3 separate regions of the Arabidopsis thaliana genome follow, and all the other regions are linked to region 2. Evidence: chromatin contacts called from public capture Hi-C data. All regions are on one chromosome and are shown on one strand. The core of a region is the stretch at or near the end of the contact, and the rest is flanking DNA. Distances in the headings are between cores, read along the strand shown.

Region 1 (4,419 bases), core at 1,145-3,644, 410 kb after region 2:
GCTCCAAAAAACATAAGAGCAAATACGTAAGTAGAATACAAGATTAAGAGATATAAAGAGCATGATAAACTTATTGTAGAAAGTTTCACAAAATTGTTAAAGTGAAAAATTGAAGCTTAATTGTTTTAGAAAAACATTGGTCTTATTAAATGATATTAAGAGCACACACGTAAGTAGAATACAGGATTACGATACATGTATTTTTTTTATTTTTTTATTTTTATTTGTTTTAGAGGATTACGATACATTAAAGAGCATGATAAAGCTTAGTGGAGAAAGTTTCATTTGGTCTCAAACATGAAGATGATCAAACATCGTCGAAACCACCGTTGTCTTGGGAAGCTCCTCTATCACCAGCTTGTGTGTATGGCTCCCCGGCCCGCTTCAGCAAGAGAAGTCATCGGAAAAGAATATGCTCCTAAAGCATAAAGAAAAAAATCCGAAGATGCTCCATGGAACCCAACAAGAGCACAACCTTTGCTCTCGAGCAAGAATGTTTTATTAGATGCCTTTCCCAGTATTGGAGAGGTTCTATTATTTGATGTTTTGAAAGTCAACGACGTTATAAGAGTGCCGCCAGGGTTGTCTCTATAAGTCCCCTCCACAGAAGTGAGAAACTCATTTGGATAGTCCACTGTAAACTGCGACAAAATGAGATTTTACATATAAGCAGTGTTCAAGAACACACACACGCATATATATAGATAAAAACATATGTGTTCGACCAATATTCAGAGTTGTAGGAATTATAACCTCTTCTTTTGTAAAATCACCCGTTCCCCTCTTCCCCCCCTGCACACGGGTTTCGATTTTGCCGTCCTTAACGTAATCGAACTCGATACACCTTACTATACCATCATTATGATAAAAGGACACCTTTTTTACACCTTCGAAAGTACCATCATCCCAAATGTCACTTCCTTCACCTATGTATTCTAATTTAGTTAGAGTAAGGGTTGTGATATAAGCTCCAAGAGCGTTTAGGTTATCCTGAGCAGATCCATGAAACCCAATGATCTCATGGCCGTTGCATCCAAGTGTGAACTTAGTACCCTTTTCATCGTCTCCCATTACTTCTGAAGTCTTTATGTTGGTTTTGAGTTGCAGTGATTGAATTACACCAGAATCTTCGTCGTAGCAACCGTCAATAGATAGCAGATATTCCTTGTCGCTATGGTTAATCTCAAACTACAAAAATAAACATTGCATATTGCGGTAGTAGAAAACCAAGAGGCTTGTCATCAAATTTAAATTTAAGTTATGCGGTCATACATACCGGTTCTAGCGTGTATCCTCTACCCGTCTCTGAGCCATGGAGTTGCTCCTTCTCCGGATCTCCATCCTTGTCGACATAATTGAATTTGATATATTGTATGCCTTCCTTATTAATACGTACTTGAATCTTTGTTACACTATCATGGTCACCTCCATCATCCCACTTTGTTCCTCCATTTCCCCCTTGCGCTTCCATTCTTGTAGGAGTGATGGGAGTGAAATATGCATCAAGATCTTTAAGGCGATACTCAGCAGATCCCTGAAACCCAATGATTTTATTTCCATGTTTTGCCAGTTTAAATTTTTTTAAACCCCAATATGAATATCCTATGATTTCGGAAACCCTCAAGTTGGTTTTGAATTGAATTGCTCCAATGAACTCGCCACTTCTGTTGGTGTAGTAACCCTCAACGGATTCTAGATATTCGTTTTTGAGATTGTCAATCTCAAACTGTGTAAAAGTTGGTGAAAACAAAAGTCAATATTAATTATCCTCATTAACATAAAATAATAAAGGGATATGTCATACCATCTGCAGAAATCCTCCACCCGAATATCCATGGAATGGTCCATTTTTCGGTTTTCCAGACTTGACATAGTCAATCTTGATGAAATCTATGCCGGTTTTACCACCTACCAAATATATCTTTGTCACATCATCATGGTCAAATCCATCGTCCCACTTAGGCCCTTCGTTTTGGATCATCTCTAACGCATTCGAATCTTGAGACATGGTGTTGTATTGCTTTGCTTATAGCTAATAATTTGCATCAATACCCAATTGTGATTCATTAGGTAGAAAAATCAAAATGGGGGGAAAACATTTCGGACAAGGAACAGACAGGCTAATATATTGAAGGAAGGAGACCATTTGCAAAAATACAGAGAAGGAAGATCAAGCTTATTGGGTGAAAAGGGGCAAATTCCATATATTACCTTATAAGTAAAAACAGGAGATAGCCATGCTCTAGATTGTAATTACGTTTACAAAAGAAAAATCTAGGAATACAAGGCTTAAACATTAACTAAATAAAAGCAAATATGCATAAGGAGAGGGAGAGAGAGCTGACCTCTAATGGTGAAGTGGAAGTTGAAGAATAGATAGTACTGTGGTGGTCTTTAACCCTATGGATGGAGGCTATTTATATACAAGTTTTGGGTCTTTTATAAATAGAGAATATTGGGTCTTTTTATTTATTTTTATTAATTTGGTCTTTGATAAATATGTAAAATACAACTAGGTATTTTATTAGAGAAAATTGTTAAATGAGAAGTCATTCTCCATTGGTGAAAGTTCGAAACTCTAATTTGGACTATGTCAATCATGACTTTTTAAGAGATATATTGGTGATAATTTGTTAGTAAGAGAAAGTCTCACATCGGAAGTTGGAGAAATTATCTAGTGATATATAAACATTTATTGTCAATTGGTTTTGAGTTGAATGTCCATGTTAAAATTACATTTTCATGGTATTAAAGTCACCCAATCGTTGGACCATCATGTGGATGTTGTTCCCACATATGTCTACGCTTTAAATGTTTATGCCTGAGCGTGAGAGAGGGTGTTATTGAAAGTCCCATATCGAACCACCTCGTGAATGTTGTTCCCACATATGCCCGCGCTTCAAAACCAATGATTCCTGAAAGTAAGAAAAATTAAATAGTAATATATAAAAGGTTTAAACCACTCCACTCGTTCCTAATTGATTTTGAGTTGAAGCTCATGTTAAAGTCCTAATCTGTCATAGCTTCAAAACAAAAAAAATTAGAATTGATCAAATTGGTTTAGCTTCCATCCATTGCCGTTTTTTAAAACCTTTTTAGACAATTTCAGCCACTATATGTTTTTTACTGCTCGTTTTATTTTGTTTGTTTCATTTTTTGTACTTTAAATTGTTTGATAGTTGTTCAGCTTGATTGATCAGAATCAGATATGTGAATGTTATTGTTGCATACCCTTCTCTTTTGTATTGGAAACCCCCAATCTTGAGTTTTATTTTAATTAACTGTATGATTGCCAACCAAAAGAACAAGAATAAAAAGGTGGACCAAAATATTTTTTATTTTAATATAAAATTATTGGATTTTTTTCCGGTATAATTTTAATGAGGTCCAAATCTAATAATTACTATAAAACTCTTGCTTCTATAGTCGTTAATATAGTATATATATATAGCCAACTTAAAACATTGAGTTTGTTTTAAAATGTTTAAAATGTTTCAATCATTGTCGTTAATATACTATATATAGAGCCAACTTAAAACATTAATAATTAATCTAAAACCCATGCAGTGTATATGAGAAAGACATCTTTTCCATATTACGTTTTGGACATATTCACACCTTGTCCTTGTGGCTTGTGTATATGAGAGAGACATCTTCCCATTTAGGGTATCCAATCAGATTTATCCATTGCATTTAATATGAAAAATATAAAGAGAGAAAATGAGGGATGAAGTCATGAAGGTGTCTATACAATCTTAAATGGTATTACTTAGAATAGAGTCTATACAATTTTAAATATGAAATCATATTCTAAACGACTATATGAAGTCGTCCCACGCTATCTCAAAAATTGTTTTTTTTATAAAATTGTCATTTAGACAAATAGGCGTGCATCATGCATGTAATGGAACCGACGTCCATTGCATTTCATTAAAGAAACAAAAAATATGATTTTAAAACTGGAAAAGTTTTTAAAAAAATCTAAATTTTAAAAATGGAGAAACCAACAAAAATCTATCATTAACTTGTGATCCGGTGAACGTTTGAATCGGTTAAGTATGATTTTACAAAATTCATTTAATTCAGAATAAAATATAGAGTTTAGACTATATTCAGCAATTTTTTAAATATATTTTTAGTTTATAAACTTATTTAATGGTTTAGATTTTGAGGAAAACTTTACAATGCCGCTTTTTTTTTCTCAAACACAATACCGTCTTAAGAGAATAAATAGAATATTAAGAGAGACAACCGAGATTTGTTGTTTTGAATACGCGATATTTATCCGTTTATTTTTACCTACTACTTTAATATTTGTTACGGTTTTAGTTCTTAGTTGGATTTAAAAAAATTAATCACCTTGTTATTAATATTAATGTAGTATGACTATTTTTATTTTATATTTATAAAAACTATATA
Region 2 (4,837 bases), core at 324-2,823:
CCTTCAATTACCATGCTGCTGCGCAAGAGGCGATAGCTAAGGCAAACCCGGTTGTGAAAGCAGAGAAGCTTGACAAAATCTGAAAATCTAAGTAAACTTCTCTGGTTTCATCAGGTGGCCTGGTGTTTCCTTCTCCTGTCTGTGTCTGGTTCAAGTATTCTCATGTTAAAAAGGTTTTATATAAGGTCGAATGAAAGCGTGCTTGATCTTTAGCGTCTTCCATCTCTCTGTGGTGTGGAACTTTCTATTATCTGTGTTTGCAAGCAGAGAAACGTGCTCTTAAAAAAAATGCTTTGTGTGTTTATCTTTCTACTATTTTTGAGCACTGTGTTATTGTTTCCTGTTTGGTCTGTATCATATTGAGATTGTCTCTGTAGCTACATGAAGCTTATTTAAAAAGGCCTGTGTTTGTCCTTCAATCAGTGATTCCTTTCAATTTCTCTGGTTGGTGAGTTATGTAACTTTGCAAAGTCATGAGCTTACTATATATGTGTATATATGGGTCGATAAACACTGAAGAGCTCGCTTTTTCCTGTTCTGAGTACGAACGCCCATAACCATAGAAGAAGGAGATGATCGTAAGGAGACAAAAGCTCCAAAGGGTGTCGTCCTCACTTGCTTTACAACATGTCCTATGTGAAAAACCGACGTCGTATCAAGTTGCGTAAGCATCGTATCAACTTGCTCTAAACGGCATCGTAGGAGTTGCTTTAAACGTCACCATACTATATACTAGTTCCTGAGGACATCGTATAAAAATGTTTGGAACTGTTTGGTTCATTGCCTACACAACAAACGGCGTTTTATCTGATTTTACCGGTTTTTTGATGAGTCATCACTGATAGTGATAACTGATGCGCTTTTGCTTCACCGCAACTCCTTCTCAACCGCAACCATTTCACTAGAGACACATGTAACTATCTCAACCGCAAGATTTGGCAAACAATCAAGCGTACGTTCGTTTTCCTCATAAACCCCAGCACCGCATCTTCTACGTACTTATTCCGCTTTCAGTTTTGTTTGATTTCACCAAAATACCAAACAATATTTTTTTTTGTTTTGTTAAAGAACAACAAAAACAAAAATTAAAATAATAATAAATAATAACAAAATAATAGTAATAATTAACAATAAAATTTACTATTTTTTCTTTACTTTTGTTTGATCTCATCATCAAATATAAATACAAGAAATTTTATGATTTTCCATATATTTTTACTTTTTCTAATTGAAGTTTTTCTTCAAATTAATTAAAATATATAGAATATCTAAATAATATATTATTAAACTTACCAATTATTATTTCTTTTTTAATTAGAACAAAATGTCATTGTTAAATATAGATGAAAATCAACTCTCATGAATCATTATTTTGCATTTAATTTTTGTTTCTAGTTTTACGTAGATTTCTTTCTATTTAGTTTAGACTTTAGAGGATACAACTAACTTGATATTTTTTTCGCGTTTTGGATCCAAATTGAAACTATACACATGGCATACATAATCTCATCAATTTAAGTATATAACACACTTCAAAAAAAGATAAAAAAAATTAGACTCGTGTTTTTTTTTTGGTCAACAAAAAATCTAGACATATAAAATGCCAATGCACATATCATCGTACATTAACACACACATCATTCTATAATATCACCACCGAGCGTAAACAACAACCGAGAAATGAACAGAGCAATGCCGCAGCCGCGACCGGAAACTATACGTGGCAGTTTAAAACCTCACATCATGGTGTTTCCATATCCAGCACAAGGCCACTTGCTTCCTCTTCTCGACTTAACCCATCAACTCTGTCTTCGTGGCCTCACAGTCTCCATCATCGTCACTCCTAAAAACCTTCCTTACCTCTCTCCTCTTCTCTCCGCTCATCCATCCGCTGTTTCCGTCGTCACTTTACCTTTCCCTCACCATCCTTTAATCCCTTCCGGGGTTGAAAACGTTAAAGATCTAGGTGGTTACGGAAATCCCTTGATCATGGCTTCTCTTCGTCAGCTTCGAGAGCCTATCGTCAACTGGTTAAGTTCTCATCCAAATCCACCGGTCGCTCTCATTTCTGATTTCTTCCTTGGATGGACCAAAGATCTTGGTATTCCTCGCTTTGCTTTCTTCAGTTCTGGAGCATTCTTAGCTTCGATTCTCCATTTTGTCTCTGACAAGCCTCATCTCTTTGAATCAACTGAGCCTGTCTGTTTATCGGATCTTCCTCGCTCCCCTGTTTTCAAAACAGAGCATCTCCCGTCTTTAATCCCTCAGTCTCCATTATCGCAAGATCTTGAAAGTGTTAAAGACAGTACCATGAATTTTTCGAGTTATGGTTGTATTTTCAATACTTGTGAGTGTCTGGAAGAGGATTACATGGAGTATGTGAAGCAGAAAGTGAGTGAGAACCGCGTTTTCGGTGTTGGTCCGCTTTCTTCAGTCGGGTTAAGTAAGGAAGATTCCGTATCCAATGTAGACGCAAAGGCATTGTTGAGTTGGCTAGATGGATGTCCAGATGATTCAGTGCTCTACATCTGCTTCGGAAGTCAAAAGGTGTTAACCAAAGAGCAGTGTGATGATCTGGCTCTTGGTCTCGAGAAGAGTATGACCCGATTCGTATGGGTGGTTAAGAAAGACCCGATACCGGATGGGTTTGAGGATCGGGTCGCAGGTCGAGGAATGATTGTGAGAGGGTGGGCTCCTCAAGTGGCTATGTTGAGTCATGTGGCGGTTGGCGGGTTCTTAATCCATTGTGGATGGAACTCGGTGCTGGAAGCGATGGCTAGCGGAACAATGATCTTGGCATGGCCAATGGAAGCAGACCAGTTTGTAGATGCGAGGTTGGTAGTGGAGCATATGGGTGTGGCGGTTAGTGTATGTGAAGGGGGTAAGACTGTGCCTGACCCGTATGAGATGGGTCGGATTATCGCTGACACAATGGGTGAGAGTGGAGGCGAGGCGCGTGCTCGGGCTAAGGAGATGGGATAGAAGGCACGAGCTGCAACTGAAGTAGGAGGAAGCTCTAGTGTTGATTTAGAAAGACTTGTCAAAGAATTGAGCTCTCTAAAGATATGATTCTAAATGAATAAGCTTTTAAAAAGAGTTCTAAATGAACAAAATTGTGTTTTCATTGTCAAAGTATCAAGTATCTACATAGCTAGAGTCTCACTAAGAATTACAAAACTTTGAACCAGTATAAATTAACGAGGGAGCTAGTTAGATTTAAAACCCTCATGTTATCTAATAAGCAGATACAAAGCGAAAAATTGGGTTTCAGATACAACTTCATAAATCATTGGAACATTAAAACAGGGAGAGATACCAAACCCTATGGGTGCATTTTCAAAACCTAAATATCTACAACCCATGTTCAAAACGGCTTGGTCAACGAAAGTTGGTCATTTTTCAAAATGTCAAAGTAAAGTTTAGGATTTTTATGGCATTTTAAAAGTTTATGCTTTGTTCGTCCCAAATTTGAAAGTTCACGATTTTTTCGACATTTTTTCCAAAAATGAATTGAAAATTACATATTTAAATTAGGCTTTAATTTCTTTGCCATTTTGATTTAAGCTTGCACCACAAGTCTTTAATTTGTTCTATTACTTAAAAGTATCTCAAGCTAACGGTTGAAAATCTTTAGATGATAATTAACTTCTTAGTAATTAAAAAAAAAACAGCTCAAAACAAAATAAAACAAAGATCCGAAGAACAAAACTAAAGAACACGTGCATACAATCAACTAATGCATGAGAGGAAAAATAAACAAAACCCCTAATTAACACTCATTGTTGTTGCTATCATCTTATTGCTCGATATCAGAAGCAGCATCATAGTAGTCCTCATGATCTCCTCCAAAACTATCAATCCCACAAGGAACATGACCATTTCCAAAGGCCTTGACATGGTCCTTAAGCGACCTCTTGTGCTTAAAATCCGAGCCACAAGAGCAATACCAAAGCTTTCCACAATTCTTCTCATGCGTTCTCCAATCTCCTTTCACTGCAAAGGCCTTACCACACATACGACAAGCAAATGGTTTAGACCCATGTTTACGTTTGTAATGTGTTTGGAGGGTTCGAAAGTCCTTAAGAGGCTTGGCTCGTGGGTGGTCAATGTTGTTCTTGCAACCGGGTGCACAGCAGAAACATGGTAGTCTTAGCATTCCTGTTGGTTGGGTTCCTCTTAAGGATTCTGGTCCCTTTCTGTATTGTGAGCCGTGTCCCCACATGTGCATCTATGATAAAACGTTTTTCAGATCACGGATACAACAAAGATGTCAGTCTTAAAGTAATATTGGTTGTTTTTGATCAAAAATCAAAAAGTAAGATTGGTTTAAGTGTATATGTTTAAGAGATATGAAAAAATATACATATGTTTATGAATAGTAGTCAAATCATTTTTTCATCGACATTTAAAGCCAAACTTATTATCAACATTAAGCATTTATAAAAAAAATTATTTTTTAAAATTTATAGCTTATGTAATATTTTCCAAAAATTATTTCATTAAACATTAAATGTTATGTTGTTATTTAAAAGTGAACTAAATAATTTTAACACATGCGGAACATGTTACAAAAATAATAATCCAACCTTATGTAAGATATAAATGTGCTTTAACAAAAAAAAGGGTGTAAGATATAAATGTGAAATATTAAACACTTTTAAGTGAAGTTGGAGATGTAGATATTAACATTAGCTTTCATTATTTCATGTCAACAGATTTCTTTAGGCATGGAATAAATTTTAGCTGTATCTATCTTCGGAATATATTTAAACAAAACAACGTCTCTATTCCGAAATAATCTGCTAGACATTTATCTTCTGCCTTAGCTTTTTAAGAA
Region 3 (4,919 bases), core at 1,891-4,390, 260 kb after region 2:
TGAGCGATGTTTGATGAAGTTCTTAGTTAAGTTGCTAATATGCATGCATGTTAGTCTTCAAAAGTATTCTCTTTTTTTCTTAGATCTCACAAAAAAGACCAAAAGTAATTCAACTGATGAATTTAGATAAAGTAATTTGTCTTCTAAACCCAAGGCAAGTGTTCATAATTGACATTAGGATGATTTTACGTCATTTTTTGCTTATTATGCTTCATATGTTTAATGACTTACTTATTTTATATTGAAGCAAGTAGACACTAACCAGACTAAACCAAGACTACAGTTCGATAGAAATGACATGGATGACGTGGTATAGAGCCTATAATGAGCGTGGAGCTTATACAATGATATGTATTCATGTGTTAATATTTTTTTCAAGTTGTTATATTGTAACATTTTAATTTACATTGAATCAAAGAAAGTCAAGTATTAATTCTGATCACCAATGACTAGAGATGTCAAAATGGGTAACCCAACTCAACTCAACTCATAATCAAATGAGTTTAGGGTTAAATGAGTTATGGGTTGACCCAACTCATTTGATGGGTTGAGTTATTAAATGAGTTAACCCATTTAAGTAATAATTTAATTAATTATAAATAAAAAACAATAATAAATAATTATTATTATTAATTCATTATCATCAAACTTAAGATATTTACGGATTCCACTTTTTATGGGTTTACGGTTTTTGCGGGAAAATCACGGGTTTACGTTTTTGGCGGGAAAATTATAGGTTTACGTTTTTGGCGGGAAAATTACGGGTTTACGTTTTTGGCGGGAAAATTACAGATTTACGTTTTTGGCGGGAAAACCACGGGTTTACGTTTTTGCCGGGAAAATCACGGCTTTACGTTTTTGGCGGGAAAATCACGAGTTTACGTTTTTGGCGGGAAAATCACGGGTTTACGTTTTTGGCAGAAAAATCACGGATTTACGTTTTTGGTGGGAAAATCACGGGTTTACGTTTTTGGCGGGAAAATCACGGGTTTACATTTTTGGCGGGAAAATCACGGGTTTACGTTTTGGCGGGAAAATCACGGGTTTATGTTTTTTGGTGGAAAAATTACAAGTTTACTTTTTCTCAATTTTATCGCTTGTATATTTAAGAAATTTGAAAAAATATTAATTTTATTAAATTGGTTTAGATGTGTTGGTTAAACTTAAATTGGCATTGGTTTAGAGATTTTAGTTGTATTAATTCAATTTTACAAAACTTGATGGGTTAATTGGGTAACTCATTCAAACCATTAACCATTACAACCCAAATCATTTTACTCATGAAACCAATTGACTCGTCAACGCATTTGACCCATCAACTCATTTGAGTCAAAAATTTCAATTCATTAGGGTTCATGGGTTGAGTTGAGTTGAGTTGACCCATGATTTTGACCCATTTTGACACTCCTACCAATGACCAAGTTTATAGAACAATGACATTTTTACAAGTTATACACATACTATATATAATGAAATATATATATATATATAATTTTGACTTAGATATCTAATAGTCAAAGGGTTACAATTTAATTTTTTAGAAAAACTTTTAGTTACAAATATTTTTTGGTTTGCTAATATATATTTATATATTTTATTATATTAAATTTACCCACGCATCGCGTGGGACCTTTTCTAGTTATTTTTATATAACACATGTATATAGAAATAAATCCAAACAATTCATTGAGACATATGATTATATATAAGATAAAAAATTTGATCGTTACCTTATACGACGACTTGAATTGCTAACATACATCCTGAATAAGTACTTCAATGAACCGCTTTGAGTAGCGTATACATTTTTCTTCAATGGTCGGAGCTCCAAAACATTTATAAAAGGTATACTTATTCCCGTCTTAACAAGACATATCTGCAAAGAATTGAATTTGGTCACATGGATGATCTCCTCTGTCGTGTCATTACTACTCACCGTTGTCCATAAATTCGGACCGAGGTAAAGGTCGAAGTTCGGGTCAACATTAAGCCCATCATAATTTCCATAAACGAAGGTGGCCTTGATCAGATAATTGGTGTCGCGGGTGACATTTAGATTGTAGCAGTTTCGTATTCCGTCTGGAAAGTATCTCATTGTCAAAGCCGGCTTATCCACGAATGGTTCGAAATCCTTGGCGATTCTACCAGTCTTCCCAGTGTTTATTAAACCGGTATCTGATGTATATGTTAAACCTGTTTGAGGTGCATTGTAAGGTGACTCGGGAGGGGATAAACCGCAATCTACACTAATGAATCCTATGAAGATAATAGATTAATTATTAGTTAATAATCTGATAAACTTAGACGCGTTGAAGAACATAAACACATAAAAGAAACCAACATATTTGTGCTTACCGGTTTGATTTTGAGCTTGAACAAGATGAAGTATTAGCACAAAAATGGTAACGAACACACAATGTCTCTCCATGGTTCTCCTGACTGTCCACATGAGAGCTTTTTGTTTTTACGATACCAAACTATGCATACAACTATATGATCAAAATTCATAGTCAACTCATTATAAGATTAAAGAATTGAATAAAGAAATAATTGAGAATATTTCCTTACCGGTACAAAATCATTTGATAGAGAGAGTTGCGAGAAATTAACAAGTGTTTTAAAAAACAAAATCTTATCTGTTAACAACAATGAAGAGAGTACTTGTCTTCATAATATTACATATGATAATATGATGGTAAGGTAAAAATGAATATCTAAAAGACTAAAACCAAGAATAATAATAAGAAGTTGTATAAGATATCAGAGGAAACATGGAAATCCCCATGGTCCAGTAGTTGATCAAGATTCAAGGATTAATATTGTTACTCTAGGTTTGGGGTTCAACTCCTAGAAAACACAAATTCTTGAAGTGCAAAACTAACCAAAGATTCAGAATGCCGCATGCAAAATCATTGGTAGTGGTCTTGAGTGTTACGATGAAAGCTTGTCCATCACGAAATTGTCGTATATTTAGAACCGTCCGTTGACGATCCAACCTTCCACATAAATTTTTGTTTCAACTCAAAAATTACACGCTGAAATTTTGGTGTAGCCGACATATTCGCTGATATTATTTTATTTTAGTCAAAATTCGTATTTGTTTCTAATTTGTATGACCAAAAAGTGAGCCTTCACTAGTTGTGTGCTTGATGAATTTAATACTTCATACAAGTAGTTCATATATTACATTCAACGTTTTTAGACAAAATATATCGTTTTCAAATAGGAGACCTATCAGGGTATCACCTCCACCTAGCAGCTAGAATTTGAGCATTTTAGAATATTTTAGGTGTTTTAACATAAATTAGTATATTGTATATATAATAGCAAGTAAACTACATTAAATAACATGATTTATAAACAATAGAATAATAAATAACATTTTATAAGTCAAAAGAAAAGCAGTATACTATATATATTCAATATAAAAGAAAAACATTTAACGTTGATTAAGAGTATAAAAGTTCGCTTGGTTTTTAAAAATGTAATGTAGATGTTTACTATTTAAAACAGTAGATAGTCACTGAAAATACAAGTTTAAAATGATCAGACAGGAAAATGAATTAATTTCAAATTAAAAATTAAGTGGACAAAACGTCTAGGCAACCTTATATGTACTAGTCTATTAGATACATGAAATTTCGCAACTGGTTTAAGTCGGCCGTTGACCAGATCGAAACTGTAGCCTTCACTAGTTGTGCTTGATGAATACAATTTATAAAAAATTTAGATAATTGCAGCTTAATTACACCTTCCCATCAATAAATCTGAGAACTTAACATTCATCAAAATGACATAATCTCAAACTATGGATTGTTTGAGACTTTAAATAGCTTGTGACCTTTTATATACTTCCTCTGTTTTTTGTTGTTTGATTTTTTAGAAAATAAAATTGTTTTAAAAAGATTAATTTTTTAGGTTTTCAATGCAATACTTATTAGTTTTAATTGATAAATTGTAAATTTTAATAAAAATTATTATATATCATTGGTTTAAAGTTATTGAAAATTGTAAATTACAAAAAATAATACATTTAAAAGCAACATTTAATATGTTTTCTTAATATTTGTGTTTTTCCTAAAACAAACAAAAAGGAACAAAGAGAGTATAAAATAGCAGTTGAGTGTTTAAAATTAATCATCGCAGAAGTAAACTTAAATTTTGTTATACCTCGATTTTACAAAATATGGTGGTACTTTACTAGTATTTAAGAGAATTGATTCGGGTACCAAATTAAGTGTACCTATATTTTCTGTCGAACATCTTGACAGATTTCTAAAGTTAGGTATTCTTGAGGTGGAGCGATTTAATCATTTAAGGTTGGCTGACATGCCAAAACGTGTTATCGTGTGAGTGTAGGAACAAAGTACGGGAAGATATCTTGTTTCGATTTGTAATATCAATAAGTAAATATTTCCAGTCTCCTGTAGTAGTGTATTTATGGGTCTTCGTACGAGAGTAGGGCCCACAAATCCAGAGAATGCGTGGTATCAAAGCCGAGCCTAGACATGTGTGGTTTCAAGTAGCTTCACACCGCCTTTGTGAAGGTCTTGGTAAGTGGGGTGATTGTAATGCCTAGATTTTTAGAAATATAGAGGTGTGATGAGGCACGATTAAAAGAATTGATTTTGTTACATGTGTCACATATTTCTTTTTTGTCAAATTTATTGACAAAACATTAGAGTTTGTGACCTTTTATTTTGAAAGTCTTAAAAATTTTCATAACTCATTACATTGAATACAGTTGTTATCGCGAGCTTTTAGTACCAACCACCTAATTGCTGTTGATAATTCTCTGGTCGCGCTATATATAAGAGTAGACTGCTCCAAGTTTTCATTAGACACTCTTTCAAATCCTCGTTTCCCCGAAAATTTCTCAAAATTATGTCATCTTAAGTACCTCAGGATACGTGATCCTA

Evidence for each region. Capture Hi-C pulls out chosen DNA fragments and counts their contacts.
Region 1: a contact with region 2 is called in a capture Hi-C map of seedling, with 3 times the contacts expected there. A contact is called at or near these places in 1 of 26 Hi-C or Micro-C datasets (shoot) and 2 of 3 other capture datasets (seedling and shoot).
Region 3: a contact with region 2 is called in a capture Hi-C map of shoot, with 3 times the contacts expected there. A contact is called at or near these places in 1 of 26 Hi-C or Micro-C datasets (leaf) and 2 of 3 other capture datasets (seedling and shoot).

What each region holds. Positions count from the first base shown.
Region 1 is chr1:19,395,850-19,400,268 of TAIR10.1, forward strand. AT1G52120 (Mannose-binding lectin superfamily protein) reads right to left here and starts at 2,395. Exons shown (of 5, transcript NM_104093.4): 1 at 2,346-2,395; 2 at 1,805-2,032; 3 at 1,277-1,726; 4 at 754-1,188; 5 at 232-641. The coding sequence starts at 2,008. The coding sequence ends at 351.
Region 2 is chr1:18,986,129-18,990,965 of TAIR10.1, forward strand. AT1G51210 (UDP-Glycosyltransferase superfamily protein) reads left to right here and starts at 1,574. Exons shown (of 1, transcript NM_103999.2): 1 at 1,574-3,139. The coding sequence starts at 1,681. The coding sequence ends at 2,982. It overlaps AT1G51200 (A20/AN1-like zinc finger family protein), which reads left to right. Exons shown (of 3, transcript NM_103998.3): 3 at 1-506. The coding sequence ends at 83. WIP5 (WIP domain protein 5) reads right to left here. Exons shown (of 2, transcript NM_104000.2): 2 at 3,623-4,228. The coding sequence ends at 3,797.
Region 3 is chr1:19,247,723-19,252,641 of TAIR10.1, forward strand. AT1G51840 (kinase-like protein) reads right to left here and starts at 3,141. Exons shown (of 3, transcript NM_001333510.1): 1 at 2,883-3,141; 2 at 2,356-2,477; 3 at 1,679-2,256. The coding sequence starts at 2,449. The coding sequence ends at 1,727.